Linked DNA regions of Sus scrofa: all the other regions are linked to region 2. The links are chromatin contacts, called in public HiChIP or PLAC-seq maps. All regions are on one chromosome and are shown on one strand. The core of a region is the stretch at or near the end of the contact, and the rest is flanking DNA. Distances in the headings are between cores, read along the strand shown. Region 1 overlaps B4GALT5 (beta-1,4-galactosyltransferase 5). Region 2 overlaps SLC9A8 (sodium/hydrogen exchanger 8). Region 3 overlaps B4GALT5 (beta-1,4-galactosyltransferase 5).

What was found. HiChIP or PLAC-seq counts read pairs in DNA pulled down with a chosen protein or histone mark.
Region 1: an H3K27ac HiChIP or PLAC-seq map of alveolar macrophages shows a contact between it and region 2. The contact joins two enhancer-like sites. A contact is called at or near these places in 1 of 47 Hi-C or Micro-C datasets (epiblast stem cells) and 2 of 2 datasets of contacts at active chromatin or transcription factors (alveolar macrophages and skeletal muscle).
Region 3: a contact with region 2 is called in an H3K27ac HiChIP or PLAC-seq map of alveolar macrophages. The contact joins two enhancer-like sites. A contact is called at or near these places in 1 of 47 Hi-C or Micro-C datasets (epiblast stem cells) and 2 of 2 datasets of contacts at active chromatin or transcription factors (alveolar macrophages and skeletal muscle).

What each region holds. Positions count from the first base shown.
Region 1 is chr17:51,310,680-51,314,664 of Sscrofa11.1, reverse strand. All of the region lies in intron 1 of B4GALT5 (beta-1,4-galactosyltransferase 5), which reads left to right. Among named protein-coding and RNA genes, the nearest start is that of B4GALT5, 22 kb to the left of the region's middle. Within about 2 kb of position 2,399, at least 23 of the 83 cell types and tissues checked have an H3K27ac peak or open chromatin away from gene starts, as enhancers often do. A contact at or near this core is called in alveolar macrophages and skeletal muscle, where this site is marked.
Region 2 is chr17:51,450,794-51,454,640 of Sscrofa11.1, reverse strand. It overlaps SLC9A8 (sodium/hydrogen exchanger 8), which reads right to left. Exons shown (of 17, transcript XR_002340027.1): 9 at 1,901-2,039; 10 at 357-462. Among named protein-coding and RNA genes, the nearest start is that of IL29, 32 kb to the left of the region's middle. Within about 2 kb of position 2,585, at least 15 of the 83 cell types and tissues checked have an H3K27ac peak or open chromatin away from gene starts, as enhancers often do. A contact at or near this core is called in alveolar macrophages and skeletal muscle, where this site is marked.
Region 3 is chr17:51,265,335-51,268,797 of Sscrofa11.1, reverse strand. It overlaps B4GALT5 (beta-1,4-galactosyltransferase 5), which reads left to right. Exons shown (of 9, transcript XR_002340099.1): 4 at 517-1,206; 5 at 1,552-1,668; 6 at 2,296-2,483. Among named protein-coding and RNA genes, the nearest start is that of PTGIS, 67 kb to the right of the region's middle. Within about 2 kb of position 1,752, at least 24 of the 83 cell types and tissues checked have an H3K27ac peak or open chromatin away from gene starts, as enhancers often do. A contact at or near this core is called in alveolar macrophages, where this site is marked.

The DNA.
Region 1 (3,985 bases), core at 1,150-3,649, 140 kb after region 2:
CACTCTTACACACCCGCACCCTGCATCTATGTTCGTTTTCACGTGCATATATATACACATATAGAAAATGGTGAGTTCACACCAATGACAGTTTAAATCCAGCACCTAAGGGTTCATTCTAGTTTTTTCCCTTCCCGTATTTCTCACTCCTTTCTCTGACAGTGAGATCCTAACTCCCTTTTTCCTTATTCCCTTTACTTACTTGGCCATTCCCCCATGTGCCTCCATGCTGCTCTGTGTCCAGTACTGTTTGGACATGTTTCTCACCCCCGACATCATTCAGCTCTCTTTGCTGGGCTGTCTCCCTTCTTCATCCCACCTGGGTTCCCACAAGCCTGTACCAGGCTCCTCCCTCCTCCCTGTGTGGGTTCCCCTCACCCCTGCTTTGACTCTGGCGCCCCACCTCACATCCCCTCTTCCCTGCTGGATGCTTTCCTCACCTGTCCTGTCTCTAGCACTCCATGCAGGGCAGCCGCCCTTATCCTGCTGTGCTGAGACATGCCTCTGTGTCTCCCCCATTTTACCCCTGGCAGGTCTGTCTAGCCTCCCCCACCGCGCCCCGACCCATGGCTTCCTTTAGGACTGGATGCACATTTTGGGGGAATGAATTATTTGCCCTGACCATGTCACCTAGTTTTGCATTCTGAAAATAGAGTCACCACACCTGTCTGAAATTCTTTTTTGACTATTTTCTGTGTCCCTTGCACAGGATACTCTTGAATTCTTCCTATAGATGCCACATTTTTAGCTAACCAGAGGGTGACAAAGTGACATTTAGCCCACATAATTACGATGAGTTCCTTTCCTTCGTCAGACTTTCGTGACTTAGGGACCATGGTATTTGAGAAGCCCTATTCCTCAGAAGTGACTATTTGCATCCGTAGTTTGTGTCTCCCCTTCTTCTAGCTCAGGAGTTCATCTTCCTCTGTTTTCCAACATGACAGTGGCAGCAGATGCTGCTTCCACTTGTTGAGCCTTTCTAGAAGTGTTTTGCATATATCATCCTATTAGTTAACACCCTAGCTGTGTGAGACATAGATGTTTTAGAGATGAGGAAACCAAGGCTTGGAGAGGTGAAATGATGTGTTCAAGGTCATACAGCTTGCTCTAAGTTCAACCTTGCTTACTTTCTAGAGCCTGAGTTCTTGAATAAGCCTATGCCGCCTCTACAGTGTTAGGATAAATTTGATTAAGATAAGTTTGGCTTTTTAGGGCCACACCTATGGCATGTGGAATTTCCCAGGCCAGGGGTCGAATCAGAGCTACAGTTGCTGGCCTACAGCACAGCCACAGCAATTCAGGATCCTTAACTCACTGAGCTTGGTCAGGGATCGAGCCCGCGTCCTGGTGGATATTGGTCAGGTTTGTTAACTGCTGAGCCATGAAGGGAACTCTGATTATATTGTTTTACAGTCACTGTTTTTGATTCCTTTTGATTTAGGAAGAGGAAGTGTAATCTCAAAGTTATACTTGGAAGAAAAACAGATGTCATTAGCTGTGTGGAAACCCTTACCCTGAAATGACTGCATTACTGGAATAGGCCTAAAGAAGTAGGTGTGAAGCCTAGATTACCCCTCCCCCCCTCTTCCCCGACCTGGGCACGACTCCCTTTCCACAGAAAGGGCACTTTGAAGTATGAGGATCAAAACTTTTCCAGCTCCTCTTTGGAAACTAATGTGAAAATTAAGGCCTTAAAAAGTATATATAAGCTGTCTGATGCTTTTTTAAGGAAGAGCAGGTTGGAATTCTGCTTATTTCTCGGCCCATTTCAGTGCTGTTGTGTTTTCTTTTGTGGTTTTTTTTTTTTTTTTTTGCAAATGTAACGATGTAGCTAACTGTTGTGTTGGAAGAGGGTTTCTATCCCGTGGTTCTGCTTTTCTCCAGGTGCAGAGATAATTGTTTGCGCCTTTGTCTCCCTGTATATCCGCTCTCCTTTGTGACTGGTGTTAGGTTTTTATGAGGTAGCTCTCTGGAATTGGGGAACTTCCCCCAGGCTACTCCTTATGCAAAGAGTTGTTCTTTATGCAAAGCTGCAGGCCTGCCCTGGAGTCAGACTGGCCTAACCTCATTTGCACTGCTCGCTAATCGTGGAGCTGAGCTAATCATATCTGAGCATAAACACAGCCAAGTCCGTCAGGCTTTTTGAAAGTGGTGAGGAAATTAAGCTTGTTTCTTGCTGATACATAACCATGAGAATAGTAATAAGGATGGTTATACTTAGAATTCCTAGACTTCTAAAAATCAGAGGGGTAGAATTCTTTCTTTCCTCTCTCCCCTCCACCCCTTTCCTTTCACCCCCCCCCAACTCTTTGTCATTTAATCAGTCGTCAGGCTTATAGGCCTTTAGAAACACAGGTTATACTGTACGCATTGTGCTCTGTTTAGGACAAGGGGAGTTTGCCTGCCCTGGGAGATATAAACCTGCAATGAGTTATGGAGTCACACCTCCTGAGCTCATGTTTGCTGGTGTTGTGACTTTAGGCAAGTTCCTGAACCATTCTGTACCTACTTAACTTCACTTTCCTCATGGGATAATAACAGTCCCTACCTCACCGTTAAGTGCTCAGCAAGGTCCCGGCAGTGGTGAGCATACCCAGTAAATATTAGCTGCTACTGATTCACATTGTATAGGATCACAGCATGAAAGAGCTCAAGGGGATCGTCAAGGTTACTGGAACAACCTCTGTATTTTACAGACGGGGAAACGGAATCTGAGAGATGTTATGGGATTTCCTCACCAAGACTGGAGCTGATGCCCCATCTAGGTGTTATACTAGAAATGTCTACCAGCTCTTCAGGGATTCTCATCAAGTTGGCATAGATCAATGATGATAGGAAGAGACCAGGGTTTTTTTTCTTTCTTTCTTTCTTTCTTTCTTTTTTTTTTTTTTTTTTTTTTTTTTTTTGGTTTGGGATGAGGCTGAGTGGTTTGTGTATAAATAGAAAAAGCACACTCAACATACCTATTGTTTCTATAATGCAGACGCAGACTACAGTGTAGTGAATAAGTTTTAAAAAAACTTGGCAGGTGGAACTACACCAAAAATAGTGAAAAAGCATCATTGTAGGGGCCTAGATTTGAAACAGTTGTATTACTGCCTGTTATCCTTACAAATATGAGGTAAGTAGGATGTCAAGGTGGTTTGCTGCTGGGAGAAGCAGGTTATATGTATCTTTGAGGTGAGCAGAAAAGATAAAACAGGTGCAAAGGGCATTGTGGCTCTGTAATCAGAGTGTGTTGGGGATCATTACAGGTCAGTTACTGCTAGGGTTTTTGTTTTATTTTGTTAGGTATGTGTTTATTTTGGATTATAAAAGTATTCAGTGTTTAAATTTGGAAAATATCGGAGTTCCCCTTGAGGCTCAGTGAGTTAAGAATCCAACATAGTGTCTCTGAGGATGTGAGCTTGATCCCTGGCCTCACTCAGTAGGTTAAGGATGCAGCATTGCTGCAAGGGGTTGTAGGTTGCAGATGTGGCTGGGATCCATTGTTGCAGTGGTTGTGGCACAAGCTTGCAGCTCTGCCTTTCGTTCGACCCAGGAACTTCTGTATGCTGCAGGTATGACTGCGAAGGAAAAAAAAAAAAGAACTAGAAGGAGCTCCCATTGTGGCTCTGTGGGTTAAGAACCTGACTAGTATCCATGAGGAGGTGGGTTCAATCCCTGACCTCTCTCAGTGGGTTAAGGATCCGATGTTGCTGCATGCTGGCATGTAGGTCTTGGATGCAGTGCGGATCCCGCTTTGTTGTGGCTACGGTATAGGCCAGAGGCTACAGCTCCCATTCAACCCCTAACCTGGGAATTTCCATATGCTGCAGCCCTAAAAAGAAAAAAGAAAAAAGAAAAAAAACCCTAGGAAAATAAATACATAAACAAATTTGGAAAATACCACAAAGCTTAAAGAAAATAAAGACAGTCTAAAATCTCAACCCAGAGATAACTTACTGTTAACATTTTGGTGCTGTTTCTCTCTCTCTCTCTCTTT
Region 2 (3,847 bases), core at 1,336-3,835:
AGTGAAAGAATGCCGATGGGTGGGTGGCAGGGTCCAGGGACCCTGAGGGACTGACTGTCCTTGTCCGTCTGACCCCTGGTTTTGACAGAGAGGCAACATTGGAAGAAACGGTTTCATCTCTGCTACAGAATGATGGGTCGAGAGCAAATGTGCTGTGGTAACACTGAGCTCCTGGATCCAGCCCTGTCTAAATCCAGACGTGGCCCTACGGAGCCGGCGAATCCCTTTTACTGCTTAAGCTCTTCTGAGTTATGACCATCTCTTATGATTGAAAGTGACCCAAGTGACAAAGCGTCTTTCACTAGGCAGGACCAAACACCATCGACTCCAGCACGTCAATGCTCTCCATGACTTACCCGAGAGCGAGATCCCTTCCGCGAGCCCATACGGAAGATAAGCAAAAATGATCATCATGCCGAACTCCAGCGAGGGCGTTTTCCTCAAGTCAATGTGCTTCAGCACGTAAAGGACAGCTGTCAAGGAGAAGGACTCAAAAGTCAGCTGGGGGTGAGCCAGAAAAGTCAAAAAACGACTGCCTTCCAAATACAAAAAATAGACAGGATACAGAGATGTGGGAACATCCCGAGGTAACAGGTGCAAGTTCGTCATTACAGATTGTTTTTCTTTGCAGAGAGACCCTTCTTTCAAGAAAGGGAATCTGACAAAACACTAAGAGACTGAAATTCCTGAGACAAATGGTTGGGGAAAATTAAAACCACTCCAAGTCAATTCCCTTGGAAATGCTGACTTGGAGGACTGGGAGCTGCAGGGCGCAGAGCCGGGGCTGCAGACGGACTGAGGAGCCCACTCTGCCAGGCCCCTTCCAGGGCCACGTCCCTCTTCCACTCCTCCAGCGACATCAGATGTGATCACTAACGGGGTTTCCGGAACCCTGCGGTCCAATGCCTCACTGAAGGTCCTTCTCTCCTATTCCTGGACATTTATAAACGCATGCTCCTGGGCAGGAGCGTCTTGGACATATTCAAATGTTGTTCTGACAGCACCCACTCACTTGCTTCATTACAGGAGTTGATTTTTCTCCCCCCCTTTAAATACGGAGGGAAATGCTGAACTGGAAAAAGTTTTCTTCTTTTCCATTCTGTTTATTGGTACAACATGAGAAGCTGTCAGCCGACTCAACAGAGACTTTAGAATTCTGGACAAAGGAGTTGAAGGGAAAATTCAACAGGATGGCAGACAGACATGCCTGTCTCAGGCAGAAGAGGCTTTGCTGGCCATCTGGGGAACAAACTGCTCGTGGAGGAGGACCAGGGGCCTGTCTCCTGAGACACACGCAGGCTTAGGCTCACACACAAATGGTCTGGTGCCTGTTCCTGTTTTAAACATGATGAATTTGCTATAGCAAAAAAGGTGTCAGCAGCCTTAACAAGGCTCTTGGCTTCTCTGGCTGGAAAAGCTTATAGGTTGTTAAGCCACAAAATCAGAGCAGATAACTTAGAGGGAGCTCACTTCGAAAGTCTCTTTTCCGTCCTTCCAGACAAATACTTTCAGTAGGGCAGAGATTTTCTCAATTTGACATTTTCAAAGGAAATTAATGTCCAATTTTCCTAATGTGAAAAATGAGACGGCGGAAAATGAAATTCATCTGAATGCAGTTATTATTCTCTGGGAACTGAGAAGCCCCCCAAATCAGATCTGATATTCAATAGTGTACATGTTTTTTAAGCTTTGAAAAGTGACATCCTAAATTTGACATATTAAAATTTAAAATCCTTGAGTTTAAAGTGCTCTTCAAATCAAGACTAAACGTAAAAATCCTCCTTAAATATGACTTTAGACTAAAATTGGCCCCCTTAAGGAACTAGAGAAAATGATGAGAGATGGATGTAATTAAGAATAATCTTCTCAGCCACGCGTGCTCATCATATTAAAAGGATATTAATGCAGAGATTAAGCCAGTGAGAGTGCCGAGTGCTGCTGAGCCAAAGAACATTTTGAGGAAGTAGCCAAGGGCTTGCAAAAATGTTTGCCACCCACTGACATCTGACATATTTTTTCTTGTTAAACCTTCAGCTGTGCTAGGAAATAAAACAGAGACGTTAAAATGGTATAGACAAAGTTATTAGAAATTGACTTAGAACTCAAAACTTATGTCTGGCTTCTTCTCTCAGTCATTCATTGCATCACTCAATCCGTTCGTCAAACATTTATTTGTTCCCCCCTTTTTTTCCAGGCACTGTGTTAGTTTCTGGGGATTTGGAGATGAGAGCAAGACTCTGCCCTCAGGGAGCGGGCTCTACAGTCTAATGCGGGAGGGAAACAAGGTGGGAGCCAGGACCATCTCAGGAAAGAGCCAAGAGCTGCAGGAAACACAGAGTGGGCATCTAACTCTGACCCGTGGGGGTCAAGGAAGGCGCTTCATGACCCATGGGCTGGGTTTAGAATTCGGATAAAGAGATAACCAGGGGAAGAAATGAGGGATGCGCCCAAGGCAGAGGGAACAGCACGTGTGGAGCCAGAGGCAGGAGCCAGAGAATCCCTGCGGCACCGTCACCGAGAACCGTGACAAAACGCAGGGACCGGATGCGGCGGGGAGACAGGAGCAAGAGCAGCAGGCAGTGCCGGGCCCTGGGAAAGGCTTCTGGCGACCCAAGCTGAGGAGCGGGCACGTCAGCCTGAAGGCCCTGGGGAGTCACAGGGAGTGTTTTCAGTTCGGGGTGCAGGTGGGGGAGTGGGGATCCTGAGAGGGAAAAGCCGAAGCAGAGGCTGAGGCAGCGAGTCAGACTGGAACGGAGTCCCTGCTTTAGAGAAGCAGCAGTGTCAGTGGTGAGGCCGAGAGGCATCCGGAGCAAGAAGCGAAAGCAGAGGACTTGGCTTTCACTCTAACCGAGCAAAGTACCGTGTCGGCAGCCCTTAAACGCAATTGCTGGTTTTATCCCCAAAGGTAGAGCCATTACACCGTCAAAATGGAGTTACTCTCACTGACTCCCCTCCTCCTGGTGATTCCAGCTTCTCTCCAGTCCCCTCCCTCCCCTGCTTTCCTCCATCCCCGGCTTCTGCCTCTCGGCGCTCTCGCTGTACATCCTGGTCTTCCAAGAAGAACCCATTCTCCACTCGGTGGCCGGAATGATCCCTTGAAAACGCATATGTGATCAGGTCATCGGCCTGTTCAAAGCCCATGGTCAGTTTCCTGCTGCGTTTAGGAGGAGAGCCCGTCTTCTGCGCCTGACCTCTCCCTCATCTCCTCCTCGTTCAGGCTGGGCCCCACCTCCACTGGCGCCTCCCTCTAGGTCCTAGTTCACTCTTCCAGGCTCCAGCCGACTCCAGGCTGTTCTCAGAACACAGGGTCTGTGACACTTTCTCAGGGACACCAGCCTTCACATAGCCCAGCCCACTGAGAGGCTCTCCTGGTGCCTGGCTTCTCATCCACGCTGTGTGGAACTAATGAATAAGGACCAAGCCTGTGTCCATCTTGGTCACTGTCACATGTCCAGGGCCTAAGGCACAGCCCAGCACATAGAATATACTCAACAAATTTTTGCTGAATCGGTAAACAAAACAAAGACTTGTCAACAGTAATATTCAGCTTCATTAATCAGTGTTTCATGAATTGGTATTATTTTATTTTATTTTATTATATTTTATGGCCGCACCCGTGGAAATTCCTAGGCCAGCAGGATAATCTCTGATAAAAGGGTGGCTTGGTCAGATACCCTCAGCCTTTCATGGTGATTCATAGCACATTAAAACATAAGAAAGGTTCTGAGAAGTCCTGCAAAAAAGAACACTAACTTTTTTCACATAAAAGTTTTCTAAACTCAGAATTCTCTTGTGGTGCAATGAGTTATGGATCCAGTGTTGTCACTGCAGCAGCTGTGACTGTCAT
Region 3 (3,463 bases), core at 503-3,002, 190 kb after region 2:
AATCTCATGTGGAATCTAAAGCAATGGCAAGGTATCATTATACCTTTTCTGTGCTCTGGGGCTTCTTGGACAGTTGTCTTCTTGACCTGACTCAGATGATGAGTGTTCTGAGTTTGGACATGACTAGTCAGGGTCACTGATCAGTCAGTTGGGCGTTGTGTCTCTACCCACCTTGGGAGCACACAGAGAATGCACACAGAGGAAGCTTGACCCCTTTTCTCCTTCCTTCTTGAGAAGTTCAACTGCTGTTGTACTTAGCCTTAATTTCTTTCTACACCCTGGGCAGAAAGCAGAACTCTGAAGTCTTAATGTCTTGATTTGCCGTTTTCCCCAGTAGTCTTGATGAGCTGAAGTGCACTGAGTGGAAAGCAGAGGAAAGGATCCCCAGCCCTTTTGGAAACACAACCTGCTGAAAAAGCACTGAACCGCTGCAGAGATTAAAACCCCGAACGTAGGAACAAGAATCTACTGTTTTCAGGCCTCTTAATTATCATTTTCCTCCCCCTTTCTGTGCAGAGGGCCCAATAGACATAAACATGAGTGAAATTGGAATGGATACCATCCATGAACTCTTCTCTAAAGACCCAGCCATCAAGCTTGGAGGTCACTGGAAGCCATCGGATTGCGTGCCTCGGTGGAAGGTAGGGGTGAGGTCAGACCGCAGGTACTGGGAAGCCTACCTGGGACTTGGTGTCTTTGGAATCCCCAAGGGTTTCACACTGACATTTTGTAATTTGCACCGTCCTTGCTACTTAATGCAAAATTGTTGCATCTGTCGGGAACATATTGGAGGAATGGGTTTCCCTAAGGGCTCTTGTGTAGCCACAGAAAGTCTTTGTTCTGGTGACCCAGCCGGACCCTTATCTTCCTCACAGAGATATTGGCTGAGTGGGGGAGTTGGCAGTGGTAGGTCTCCTATGAGGCAATTGCAGAAGCTGCCCCACAAATTCGGTACTTCATGCCTTATTTGGCAATCCTGCTGTGAGTTTAGTGGAATAAAAAGCCGAGTTGTCCAGCCCGACACTGAGAACTGTTTAGTTTCGCCCTGTGTGACTGTCGTCAGGAGACGTCAGGAGTGTGGCTCGATCAAGCCTGTGACACCAGCCGAAGTCCCTTCTTTTCAGCGAGTCTTTATTGAAGTACTTGGTCTGTGCCAGCCCTGTGAGAAGTTGTGGTGCAGCAATGATCAAAGCATGTCTGGGACAGGTCGGTGTTTCCAGCCCATCACCAGAATGTAAAATCAATTTAATGACCAGCATTTATGTATAAATATACGTCTGTCTGTGGATATGGTATGTATTTGTGTGCTGGGTCACAGTGAGTGTAAATGTGGGTTCTGGTCTCGGATTCATTCACAGCCCCACCGTGTGCATGTTATGGTGCCTGTAAAAGCGAGATTCACTTACTTCCAAGGGTCGACTTGCCAGCACAAGTCTTCATGTAGAGAAGTTAAGGAAAAGGCTGGTCCCCAATTCTGCAGGAGTGCCCTCCTCCCACGGCACTCCGTTGAGGGGACTAACAGGTGTCCTCTTTTGCTGTGACCCACGGCAGGTGGCAATCCTTATCCCCTTCCGGAACCGCCACGAGCACCTCCCGGTCCTGCTCCGACACCTGATTCCCATGCTCCAGCGCCAGCGCCTGCAGTTTGCATTTTATGTGGTGGAGCAAGTGAGTGGTCCTTCCTTCTCTCTTCTTTCTCTTCTGAGACAGCAGTTTAGAGTGCTTCAAGCCAGTCCGTCCTCGGTGTAAAGAGCCAGTAAAACTGAAATCTAATGATTGAGTCACCCAGCGGTAGGAAGGGCGCCAGAGAGCAGTTCTGTGCTCCTGGTTTGAGATGTTGCTCAATACCAGCAGATCTGAGTGCAGGATGGAACTTTGTTTACCCTTGAACAAAGGCCACTTGTGTGCTGGTTTTACTGGAGCTGCTTTGGGTGGTGTCTTTAGGCTCCAGACCCAGGAAATTCCCCTCAAGTTAAGATAAGGAGCCACAGGTAAAAATGGCAGTGTTGTTCTTCCTTCCCTCTGGGGCTGGGTACTCTCCTGAATGCTGTTATGTGGCTGGCTGGCTGCCTTTACACAGCCTTGAGAGAGAGGAGCTTGAGTTTATCCTTATCACTCCTTTTTATTTCTGAGGAAGTTGAGGCCAGAGGTCAAGTGACTGTAAGTCAGTGATGAGAGCGGCTGGACCCACCTCCCTTCTGGCAGAGGTCTCTCAATAAGCTCTCCTTCAGGCGGGGCTGAGGCAGCCAAGATCGCGCTTCAAGAGTCCTTTTAAAAATAAAGTTCTTCTTTTAGGTTGGCACCCAACCCTTTAATCGAGCCATGCTTTTTAATGTGGGTTTTCAAGAAGCAATGAAGGACTTGGACTGGGACTGTCTTGTTTTTCACGATGTGGATCATATACCAGAAAACGATCGTAACTATTATGGATGTGGACAGATGCCAAGGCACTTTGCAACTAAACTGGATAAGTATATGTATCTGTGAGTATCATTTCCTCCTAATTAAAGAGGTTAAATCTAAAACAGTGGTTGAGAGATGCAAAGATGGCAAAATCCAGTTAGCTCCGACCCGAATGTCCGTCAGCTGCAGAAAGGATAGATGAAATGTGGTACATCCATGCGCACAAGGGAATGCTATTTGGCAGTAAAAGGGAAGGCCGCACTGATATATGGGAGGACATGGATGACCCTAGAAAACATTACGCTCCGTGAAAGAAGCTAGACTGAGTACTGTATGGCTCCGTTTTTTGGTTTGTTGTTTTTGCCGCACCTGCCACATGCTGAAGTTCCAGCCAGGGATTGAGATGCCCATGCCACAGCAGTGACCCGAGCTGCTGCAGTGACAATGCCAGATATATGATTCCATTTATGTGAAATGACCAGAATAGGCAGATGAATAGAGACAGAAAAGAGAACAGTGGTTGCATAGGGTTGAGAAGAATGGGGGAAATGAGGAGTCACTGCTAATGGGGGGCCCAAGGCTTCTTTGGGGGAGGGTGATAAAATTAGTTAAACTTAATTATCAGAGTTTCCTGGTAGCCCAGTTAAGGATTCACCGTTGTCACTGCTGTGGCTTGGGTTTGATCCTTGGCCTTATGTATGCTGTCGGTCTGGCCAAAACATAAATGAATAAAAATGAAATGAATTGTGGCCATGGTTGCACAACTTAATGAATATACTAAGAACCATTGGATCATACACTTTAAAAAGGTGAATTATATGGTTTGTCAGTTCTGTCTCAATACAGCTATTATGTAAAATTAATTAGAAAAACGTTCAATTAGCTAGCTTCTCAGGTTGATGCATCTCAGCCCCAGAAAACAATTTCCAGTGCCCCAGGACTGTAGCACAGAGGGTTTTGTTTTACTTAAGACTTAGTTCTTCAGTGAAATGGCCTGTTCTGGGAGGGAAAAGAAATCACTCTTTAAGACACAAATGATTGATGCCATACATCTCTTTTT